Regions from separate parts of the Zea mays genome. Here region 1 is linked to region 2. A link is a contact called in public Hi-C data. All regions are on one chromosome and are shown on one strand. The core of a region is the stretch at or near the end of the contact, and the rest is flanking DNA. Distances in the headings are between cores, read along the strand shown.

What was found. A called contact is a pair of places that touch in the nucleus more often than the background predicts.
Region 1: a contact with region 2 is called in a Hi-C map of bundle sheath, with 2.9 times the contacts expected there. The contact joins the promoter of LOC100217268 here to the promoter of LOC100284035 in region 2. A contact is called at or near these places in 2 of 25 Hi-C or Micro-C datasets (bundle sheath and ear).

Annotation. Positions count from the first base shown.
Region 1 is chr4:203,807,998-203,813,255 of Zm-B73-REFERENCE-NAM-5.0, forward strand. LOC100217268 reads right to left here and starts at 3,886. Exons shown (of 6, transcript NM_001143620.1): 1 at 3,760-3,886; 2 at 3,612-3,652; 3 at 2,602-2,765; 4 at 1,907-2,012; 5 at 1,651-1,820; 6 at 454-1,444. The coding sequence starts at 3,833. The coding sequence ends at 848.
Region 2 is chr4:203,491,514-203,497,240 of Zm-B73-REFERENCE-NAM-5.0, forward strand. LOC100284035 reads right to left here and starts at 2,673. Exons shown (of 6, transcript NM_001156933.2): 1 at 2,107-2,673; 2 at 148-184. The coding sequence starts at 2,438. LOC103654462 (a long non-coding RNA gene) reads left to right here and starts at 5,318. Exons shown (of 8, transcript XR_002269283.3): 1 at 5,318-5,727.

The DNA.
Region 1 (5,258 bases), core at 2,636-5,135, 320 kb after region 2:
AGATGTAGATTGGGCCTCTGGCCTCTTTATGTTTTTCTTATAAGGTGTACATGTTCTTTATATAGACAAGCGAGACCCTTCAGGGATAAATCTGGTATTTGTCCACATAACCTACTAGGGTTTCTCAACATAGACAAAAACAATGGCTAAACTTGGTGGAGCAACTTCTGCCCAAACCTCGCAAAAGTCATAGAAAAAAGATAGCAGTTATGAGTAAATACGAGAATCATCAGCGCGGTTCAGGCATCAATTGCTAGTGATCACAGATGAAGCTAAGGTGCTCTTTGGTTTAGTTTCACCTAGATAATGATTATCTGCTAAACTCTAGCTATCTTAAAACCAAACAGACCAGCTAATGAAGATAAACTTAAGCTAGAGCACAAATGCCATTATCTCATAATCTACTCAACCCCAGCTAAGGGCAGCTAATACTAGGTGAACCAAGGAGGACATCACGGACAATGCTCTCAATGGGTAAACCAAAAGAGTGAATAACTTGATCAGGTACAATGCTAAGTGGTAGAGACCGGCCCTCCTAGCGTTCACACAGCTAATCTGCTCCCAGATGGAGTATGCTTACATAGAAGCTTAAAAACTACTACAAAGTATACCAGAATTCTATATTATGCCAAACACAATAACCTTCGATACAACGTCTACTCTGGATCACACTACATGCTATAGGATATATAAGTTAAAGCTCACGGGAACGAGAAAACATGTACACATGACATTAAGTTGTTCTTGAAGCTTCAGGCAGCTGGATATTGTCCAGAAATGGTGGGTGTTCTCCAATGACGGGCAGCAAACGTGCATGCAAGTGTTAAGCCTTCAAGGGCTCTTCTTGTTATCCATATGGGTGATATCGTCCATATCCTCCAGTGAAGCTTCCCCTATTCATGTCAGGTGTGCTAGCAGATCCATAACCACCTAGCGTAGGATCATATGCCCCACCATAGGCGGTGCCACTAAAGCCAGAACTACTAGGGCCACCAAAGCTCTCTTCAGCATCACCACCAAACCCAGGATTACCACCAGGGGCACCGAAGCTCTCATCACCTCCACCGCGTCTATAGCCACTTAAGTCAGCACCAGCATAAGATCCACCAAAACCTCCTCCATATAACCCAAAGCGACCAGGATAACCAAACGAAGACGCGGCTCCATATCCCCCTCCTAATCCTGCATAGTAACGACCATATGCACCACCAAAATCACCTACCCCACCATAGCTGCTGAGCCTAGCACCAAATCCTGTATCGCTCCTATAAGGACCAAATCCACCACCCCTGTAGTTTCCATAAGCACTGGCCATTCCACCATAGTTGTCAGCTGAAGGGTGGTCTCTAGAGCCGCTATCATATGCTGACCTAGCATTTCTAACATGCACTGGTGGTGGCGGTGCATTGGAGGATTTCTTTGGTTCTGCTTTCTTGATCTCCACCTACAACAAACAAAGCAAATGACCTAAGCCCTGTCAAATAACCTATGGGGCCTTCCTATTAATTAAGCATGATGCTCCATGAAATTAGCACAACAGATGACTTGGAATAGAAGAATGCAAAACACTACTTTACATATTTTACACCATAGATCCACAATGGAGGAGACAACCATTGGTGTCATTTCTATAATGAACTTCAGACTCACCTTTGAACCAGCAAGGTCAACCATATTTCCATTTGCTAACAAATCATCTACAACTTGCTCAGAAGCAAAAACTATAAATCCAAAGCCTCGGGAACGTTTGGTTTCATGATCAAACATAATCTGGTGGTCCACCACAGTCCCATATCTTGCAAAGAAACTCTTGAATTCGTCTGATCAAGGTTAACAAACAGAACAATCATCAGGGCAAAATTGATGTAACACAAAGCTGATCCATCATATGTCATACTGATATTACCTTCTGTTAGTGTTGACGGAAGCCCACCAACAAATATCTTTTTAGTCTTGAAATCCTTAGAGCTAGATTGCACCGAACCTTTTGGTATGGTTCTCTTAATTTCAACCTGCGGAGTAAAGCAATAGGGAAGTACTACTAAGTAACTGTCAGCTGTGAAAATAGGTGATGCATTAGGTATGACACAAATGAAACTTCAGATGGATAAATAATGATTCTGAAATCACATATGCAATATCTACATTAAATAACATGAGCAACTTAACAGAGTAGTAAACCTGATCCTAAATTGAATGAGAAACACCATTGGTAGTTTGTAAATCCAGCACAGCAAGACAATAAACATGCCAATTGCTTGAACTAACAAAGCAAACAACAGATAAACATATAGTCACCAAAGCAACACAAATGTTTTTTTTTAAAATGCATTCGTAACTTGCTAACCAAAAATCTAACAATTCATATAGAAGTGATAAGCGCTAATGGACATATAAATCGAAAGCCTATCCACATTAATTTTAACAAAGCATCAACATGATACAACAATTGGTGTTGTATCCAGACTTTGTTATGTTCACACTGAAAACCTAACTTGCAGGTATCAACAAAACATCTTTAAGAACTAACGCGAAGAATTAACAAATAGAGCAATTTAACTCCTAAGTGACGATACCGACTTGCTGAGAAACAAAACTTACTTGCTTTCCATTGATAACATGATTGTCCTCTATCACTTTATCAACAACAGCAGGGTCAGAGTATGTAATGAAGCCAAAACCCCGTGGCTGAGATGTGTGCCTATCCTTCATTATCACCGAATCAACTATTTCTCCATACTGTCCAAAATGCCTCACAAATGTAGCTGTAGAAGGAAACAGCAGCACGAAATCAGTAGAACGAAAACAGAGACAATATGAGAATCTATTAATCCTGCATTTCACCAGTAGCTCCACACATCTGATTGATGAACAAATGAAATATAGAAAAAAAAAAGGAAAATGGCACAAATGCCAAAACACTAACTTCCACAGTGCTGCATCATGCCCTGCTCTATAAACTACGAGTACTCCCCATGTTTCAGTTGCCTAATTATGTAAAAACTAAAACTGGCATGTCGCTAGTTGCAACACTAGTGAGCAGATTTATTGGCAAAGATTAGGTAAAAAAAACTTATCTTCCTACCAATTAACATGTGTTTTTGTCGGAGGTTACTGATCTGCGTAGTTGGGCGTTACTCATTACAATTATTGGCAATGGAACATACTACGGGCACATGAAGATCTTAATCAGGCATATAGCTGCATATATACTAAAAGTGCCTGTAGCAACTAAAACAGATTAGTTGTCACATAACAGAAGCATAAAAAATCATTGTGCCGGTGCATTGCATACAGCTCAGCTCGCATTAGTTACAGGCCACAGCACAGACCAGAATCCATACTGAGCACAAACCACCACTGTAAATTTTCATGCAACTAACAAAATATGACGAGGCACAGTACAGCCATAGAAGTGCAGTGAAAAACAAAAGTGAATAACATACCGTCCACCACGCCCCACCCCGACCAACGCCCCGACCAGAGAGAGAGAGAGAGAGAGAGAAACTTAAGTTGTATAAACGGAATCGCGATCTCATCTTCCAATCCGCGGGAATCAGCACAAGCATCGAACGCTACGAAGCACAAAACGAAGGAACCGATCGACGTACCATCCGTGGTGTCCCGCGGGAGCCCTCCGACGAAGATCTTCCTGAAAATCCCAAAACCGAAGGCCAAGCAATAAGACCGCTTAATCGAGATCGAGAACGTAAATAAGCCAAGAGAGGGGGGGTGGGGGTGGAAGCCAGGAGTTGATACCCCGGATTGCCGCTGGCGCCTCCGCCGCCGCCGCCGCCGCCGCGCCCCCTTGACCTCGCCTCCGCCTTCCCCATCGCCTCGCTAGGGTTGCCGGTAGGGGCTTGGGAGTTGGACACCACGGATTCACTCGCAATCACGACCGCGTTGCGCTCAATGATGTGTCAATGGGCGGTGCCCCGGGCACGCTTATGTGGCCTGGCCCAATTGTAGGTGTAGGGTATTATTTACGGCCTGGCCCCGTGCACGCCTTCTGATCCAGCCTATCTCTAGTTCTCTACCCCACGGCCCACGGCCCGCGAGACGACCGCAGCGACCAGCTTGCAAATTTGTGATCCCCGCTGCTGCCGCACGGCTACGCCGCAGCTCCTTCCTTGACATCCATTCTCTTCTCTTCTTCGCGGCCTACCTTTGACACCACTGCTGTCGCGTCTTCTATCGAGAAAAGAGAAGTGAAGGGAAGAGGAATGCCAACCGCGTCTCTCTCCAGCCGGCCTCCAAAATATCAACCGCCTCGCCGCCGCTAGAACATTCCCCTATCTCGTTACCATCTCACTCACCCAACAAATTCCCTTATTATACACAAAATAATATATCCTCGTAGCAATTTATTTTTTTATTTTGCAAAAAAAAGTACATATTCTAGATTCCTCTTCTTTAGTTGCGTAAACAAGTCATGGTTTTTATTTTGTTACTAGTACGCGAGTCTTTTAGCAATATGTTAAAACAACGATCTATGTATATAGACAGTAAGCAACCTGATATTGCAGATCTATATAAGCAATATGTAGGCATTAATATATTTATGGAAACCAGTACATAATATGAATAGAATTACTTTGTGTAGTATACTGAGAAAAGCATACCTAGTTTCGATAGAATTAATTTGCAGCTTTCGACAATGGTTGTGCGCCGATGGCAAATAGGAGTGACCATGTAAAAAAGTAGTAATGAACAAATTATTGGCATACTAGGTCATTGCCCGTGCGATGCGACGGCACACAATCACAACAATAGAGAGCTATATTTTTAGAAACCGCAAGAAAACATTTGGTCTTTCGTGATCACGGCATACAAAATCAAGATGGAAATGAAAAAACAATGTGAGTTTCAACTACAAAACAAACATCAGGAATAAAGGACAGTAATTATAACACTATATACAATAGTTAACAACACACGTTTGTCGAGCGAGCGTATGCGCGGAGCTAGCACTCTTCTAGCAGGCGCATCCACTCCCCGCCTGCTGCTGCTAGTTGGATTGGTCGGTCCTCCAGCTTCGCTAAGAGCATCTCCGTTCCCGATAGGGCCACGACGATCTTGCGAAATAGCGACTGTAGCAACGCAAATGAGAAAAGAATCGATGAGATGCAGTGTGCGCAACACGGTACATCAAAGAGTCTAAGTGTCTATATCGTTGCCTAATTGGAGAATACATTATGCATCAATAAAAAATAAATAGATATAAACTTCAAGATTTTTAGTTGTTTAACTTGTATTAC
Region 2 (5,727 bases), core at 1,423-3,922:
AACAAGAAAGGCTTTTTTTTGAAACGGGACAAGAAAGGGTTTTTTTTAACAGAACAGCAAGAAAGGCTTAGAATAATGTTGTGAGGCACCCCTCGACTGAAGGTGACATGGTAAGAGCATTAGTTTCAGAAAGGGACATATAAATACCTTGCCTGATGACTGCCCATAACCAGAGTAATCATACCTGCGGAAGAATGATGGAGTTATTCTAAGGCAGGCGACTTCAATCATCAAGAATAGATGACAGCGAATTTGCTAGAGCTATTTACATGGCTCAACAAGAACTAAAAAAACAGATAGCCTGACAACATCTTTTCATGTCAATAAAAATGTCCATATCCAAAAAAAAAATATTCACATTAATAGTAATACACTAGTAAAACATACTCACTCCGCTCCAAAACGTATGTCATTACATATTTTTATTATGCATCTAAAGAAAATTAGGAGTGTAGCAAAGAAAATATAAATGTTTGTTCTACATGTACATACAAGAGTCTACAATAAGATGTGAGCGATCGAAATGAAATAGAACAAAATTTATGATCATACTACAACAGAACAATGTTAATAGTTGATACAGGATGCACATCAGCTGTCTTGGACTTTGGTATTCTAAAGTTGGAGCTACTTGCCCCTCCAAAATAATATTGTGTTTCATTAACTATTTTTAACCATCTTATTAAAATGTCGTGTAGAGACTATATATCTTTTTAATCAATCTAGAGACACAGTTCTGTCGACAGCTCCTACACGTCACTCACTTTGATGGGCAAACAAACCCCTGGACCACTCTCTTTGTCTTTTGTCTCATTGCTCCCTCCTTTTCTTCACGCTCCTGCATCTAACCCCACCCTCTTCTCTGAAAATCCCTCTTGCCCACTCCACAGGTAGTGTGGTACTCAATTGTACTTATTAATTCAAGACAGTAAAAAGAACTTGTGGTGTCGTTGTGTAGCCAAATAGTTAAGCCAAACAGCAATTAGATTTTAAAACATGCTACTGCTCCAGCAGGGAAAAACAGTTCCAATGAAAGGTCAAAATGCTGTTCACATGATTGAGAAAATTGAAATTTTACAGCTCCAACGAACAGTGCAGATCGTGTAGGCTAATCAAGCAAACCTTAGTGCTCTACTCTCTGACTGTTGTCCAATGATTAGCTGTCTATCTGCAGTGCCTAGTAAAAATTAAATAACCACAAAACCGTATTGAGTACCTTTGAACATGCATGGCACTTTCAAGAAAAAGATGGGCTAACTTTTGCATCGCTCATCGGCCAAACCAAACAGATGACTGCAGAAAAATAGAGCTACTCTATCCTACCCAAAAAAAAAGTGGCCATAACATCTCCACCTCAAACGGAGACAAAAGACAAAAAAAAGAAAGAAAAATCAAACACGATATTTTTACAAGTGGAGGATTGTCAGATTGGCATTAAATCGATTGTAAAATGATTGTAAGAAAAAAAATATGGAATTTTCTGCAGCAGTAACAGCACCAACAAAATTTACATCAGTTGCACCAACCTAATATATATATATATATATATATATATATATATATATATATATATATATATATATATATATATATATATATATATATATATGGCAAACAAAATCTTAGCCAAATAGCATGCCGCACCCCTCTCTCATCAATCAGACAAAAATCTGATGTTCCTAAAAAATAAGGGGTATCAAGTGCAAAAGAATCAGGAGTATCAATTGCGCATGATAAATCTTTAATAAGAAATCGAACCCTACTACCCATTCAAATCAAATATACTATAAGCTAATCAAAGCAATGGATGCGAATCGAAGTAGCAGCACATGATTGCCCAGCTCAATAACAGTAGAAGGACATGTATGATCACTACGTTCATCATGTTCAATTCATCACTCAGGCAGAAAACCCAATAATAAGTTTTCAGAAGACCATTTGTTCCCCGGGAAAAAAAATTCGTTTCTTTTCACAAGATCATCATCCATTCCATTCCAGAAATAACTAAAAATAAAGCAGTAATCTATCTTGGTTCCGTCCAACCAAGTCAAAAGCATCGCCGGAGAAAGCAGTCAACCACACTGACAGAGCTTCATCATCACTCACCCCATGAGGTTGACGTGGAGTCGTTCGCTGAGCTCGACGAAGATGCCGTACATCTTGCCGAGGTCGGCGGCGTTGCCGTGGGAGAAGAGGAGGGTGAGGCTAGCCCCGGGGTGCCGCACGTAGACGGCGATGATGTCGGAGCCCCGCCGCGTGCGCACCCGCCTCGCCTCCACGCCCACGCTCCACCGCACGCCCGTCATCGCCACCCTCCTCGTTGTTGCCACCTTGTTGCACGCCGCGTCCTCGTCCTCCTCGTCCACCACGCCGTAAGACGGCGGGTCGGGAGGGAAGAAGGCCATCTTAGAGGCCACGGACGAAGTCACTCCACCCATATCCAACCAAGCAACCTCAGGCCTCCGGCCGCTGCGGCCGCAGCCGCATCAGGGTCTTCTTATCTCCGGCCGGCCGGTAAGGTGGAGGCGGCGTGGCAGCCTGGATGGAAGGGAGGGAGAGAGAGAGAGAGAGAGGTCCGGGGGCTTCAACTTCACGGGCAGCAGATTGTTTTAGAGGCCCAATTGGAAAGTTTCCAGCTCGGAGCTGCACCACGGAAGGACGTGCATGGAATTGTTGTGTTCTTCAGGGATCTGAGTAGAAATAGTCGAGTCTCCTCCGGGGTTTATCGGAGGGGAAGGGGAGAGGGGGTTAAAGATTGGCGCGGAATTAGGGGGCGGAGCCGCGGAGTTGCCTCGCCGGGAGAGGAAGGCTGTCACGTGACCACACAAAGGAAAGCACGTGAGGTCCTACTTTTTACAAGTATTCTTCCTAAAAGATCAATACATGTAATTCCTGCATTGCCTTTCTTTGATCCGGGGCTATAAATGTCCAGAGATTTGGGCTTTGTACTATGCCAATGCTTAATTGCTTGTTGCTAAATATGGAGTGTAAGATCATACCATTATCAATATTACTACTACTACTATTAATCTACTATATTGCAATGAAATATAAGATTTCCTTCTTTTATTTTTTTCGAACAAACACCCTCTCTTTAGACTTTAGTCCCTTTTTTTGTGCATACGACATGCATGGTCCATGTAAATTGGGTGTTCCATCCATGATTTCTGTCCGGCCGGGTCCTGCTGCTGAGGATTGGATCCAGTGTAAGCTGTGCCGGCGACATGGAAATGGAGTTGGCTTTGGCTGTCATGCATGGCCACTATATATTGGGTCCCTTCACCCAGCTCACTCTTTCAGGTTGTTCCGGCCGGCAATCCTGCCATGATCATGCATACATGCTGTATTTTCGTCATATCATTGCCTGAATATCTGTACTACTTATTAAGTAAGCAATAGTAGTCTGCCTCCCTCGTTCTGCCGTTCTGCCGTTAATCGATCTCGACCGTCCGTGTTGTCGTTAATCGATCTCGACCGTCCGTGTCACGGTAGTCGCCCGCGCTAGCCGCTCGCAATCCATCCGCCCGCGTGTGTCCTCCCTCTCTGGAACCGACGCCACGAGCAACCTCTCCCTCTCTGGAACCGACGCCGCCGCCCTCTCCCCCTCCCTCTCTCTCCGTCCCTCTCGTCTCGCTTCTTCCCCAACCTGCTCGGCTTCACCAGATCGCGCCGGACACGGTCGTTGGGCCGCCACCATGATCTCGACGCGGCTCGCTCTCGGCCACTCGGGTTGGTGGTGGTGAGAGGTCCACAGCCACGTCCTAACTCCACCACTTCTCTCCTCTACGACGCGAGCAAGGGCGGCACCGACTGCGGCGTCGGTGGGAACTGGACCTCGGCCTCCCCATCTCTCTGGTACGCGTCTTCTTTTGTCTCGCTCTGCGTTCGCCTCTACCATGGAGATTAGGGTCTAGGGTTTGGTGGCGCAGCCGCCTACATCACCGGCATCCTCAACGTCGCTGTCCTTGCTCTCAGGTATCCTCATGCCCACCCACCTCCCCTCCGCCTCGATCCGCATTAACTACTCCGGCCTCACCACTTCCTCGCCGCTTCCAAATCCCAATAATACCATCGCGCAAATCCAGATATCAGGGCAGATCAGAGCTGGAACTGAAGGTGGCGGGAGCCGAGTGATCCGGCGGTGAGCTGAGCGGGGCGGGATGGCGGCGGAGCAGGGGCGGTCGCTGGCGGAGACGCCCACCTGGTCCGTGGCAACCGTCACCACGCTCATGGTCGCTGCCTGCTTCCTCGTCGAGCGCTCCCTCTCGCGCTTCGCCAAGGTGACAGAGTCCCGCCCGCACGGGGCATTCTTCTCGCCTCACTACTGCTTTGCTGCTGTTCGCTTAGCTGACCCCCGCCGGCTGTTGTTCGCTCCGCACCGCAGTGGCTGCGCAAGACCAAGCGGAAGGCCATGCTCGTCGCGCTCGAGAAGATCCGCGAAGGTACGTTCCCACTTCCCCTCCTTCCCTCGCCATCTCGTCCTTTCCTCTGTCCTCACCTGCTTTTTATCGCCCTAATCTGAATGAGCTCTTGTGCTGCCTGCTGAATTGCTGGACTAGGTAGTGGTGCACTACTGTACATGTGACTACCATACCATGTATCATTCCACAATTTGAGGAGCTCAGCACTCAGCAGCCTTTCTGACCGGCTGATGTTGATTTGTTTGTTTGCTTATTGCAACTGAATATTCATGGACGGGTTGGTAGTTTGGTAGTACTATTCATTGCCTTGCACCAGTGCCATGTTATCCTTTGTTTTGTTTTCGGCCTCTTCGAATGAACAATAGAAATTTTGCCCATTGTGTCCCATCGGTAAAAGAATATAAGGCAACATGGATAAACAGTTTTAAATTAAACCCAACATTTCACTGGTGCAGTCATTCTAGATTGACACACCAACACCCTTAACCTTCTTTAAGCATATGCAAAAGTATCGGTATTGAAAACTGAGAATTGTGATATATTTGGCAACGAGTATAGTTTTTTTGCTGAACCTTCAGATCCTAATATAAGTGTGTGTAGTTACTGCTAGGTGATTAAAACATCACATTCTAGATGTTGATACAACCATTGGTTGGAATGCATTAATCAATAGTTTTTCCCACTAAGCTACTGGTATTTATAGGCTATACATCCATGTTTACTCATCATTTTCCCTCCCAATTAAGGATCATATGTTTACAGATTACACATCCATGTTTACTCATCATTCTCTAATGTTTTTTCTTATTGACTTTATTAATTTAATTTCCAAAGTTTTTTCCGTTTCAGATGTCTTTCACTGCCTAAGCTAATGAATAAGCCCATCGGAAATTCTAAGCGCTGTCAGTACAAGAAACTACTCCTGAAGCATTGTTCTATCAATTCCATGGTACATATGAACATATTTAACAGTTTTCATTGTTTACAGCACCTGACACAGAAGTTTGTTGTTTCTCTGCCTTCATAATTTTTTCGTTGCAAACACTTACCATCCTAAAGTTTTTTGGCTTATCAAAAATCTGTTATACCTATATTGTAGGGGTTTTTTTATTTTTAAGTGTAGTGTGAGTGCATGATTCATTTCATTGAGTTTCATAAAATAGGAAACTTTCAAGTTTTTGTAAGTGGCTTTTGGCATTAAGGACATATACGTCATCATAAAATAGGTATGGAATGCAAAAAAATTAGAAATATACAAATATGCAGGCTGCACGTTGTGGCTATGAGGGTTCTGTGAACGAGGCCA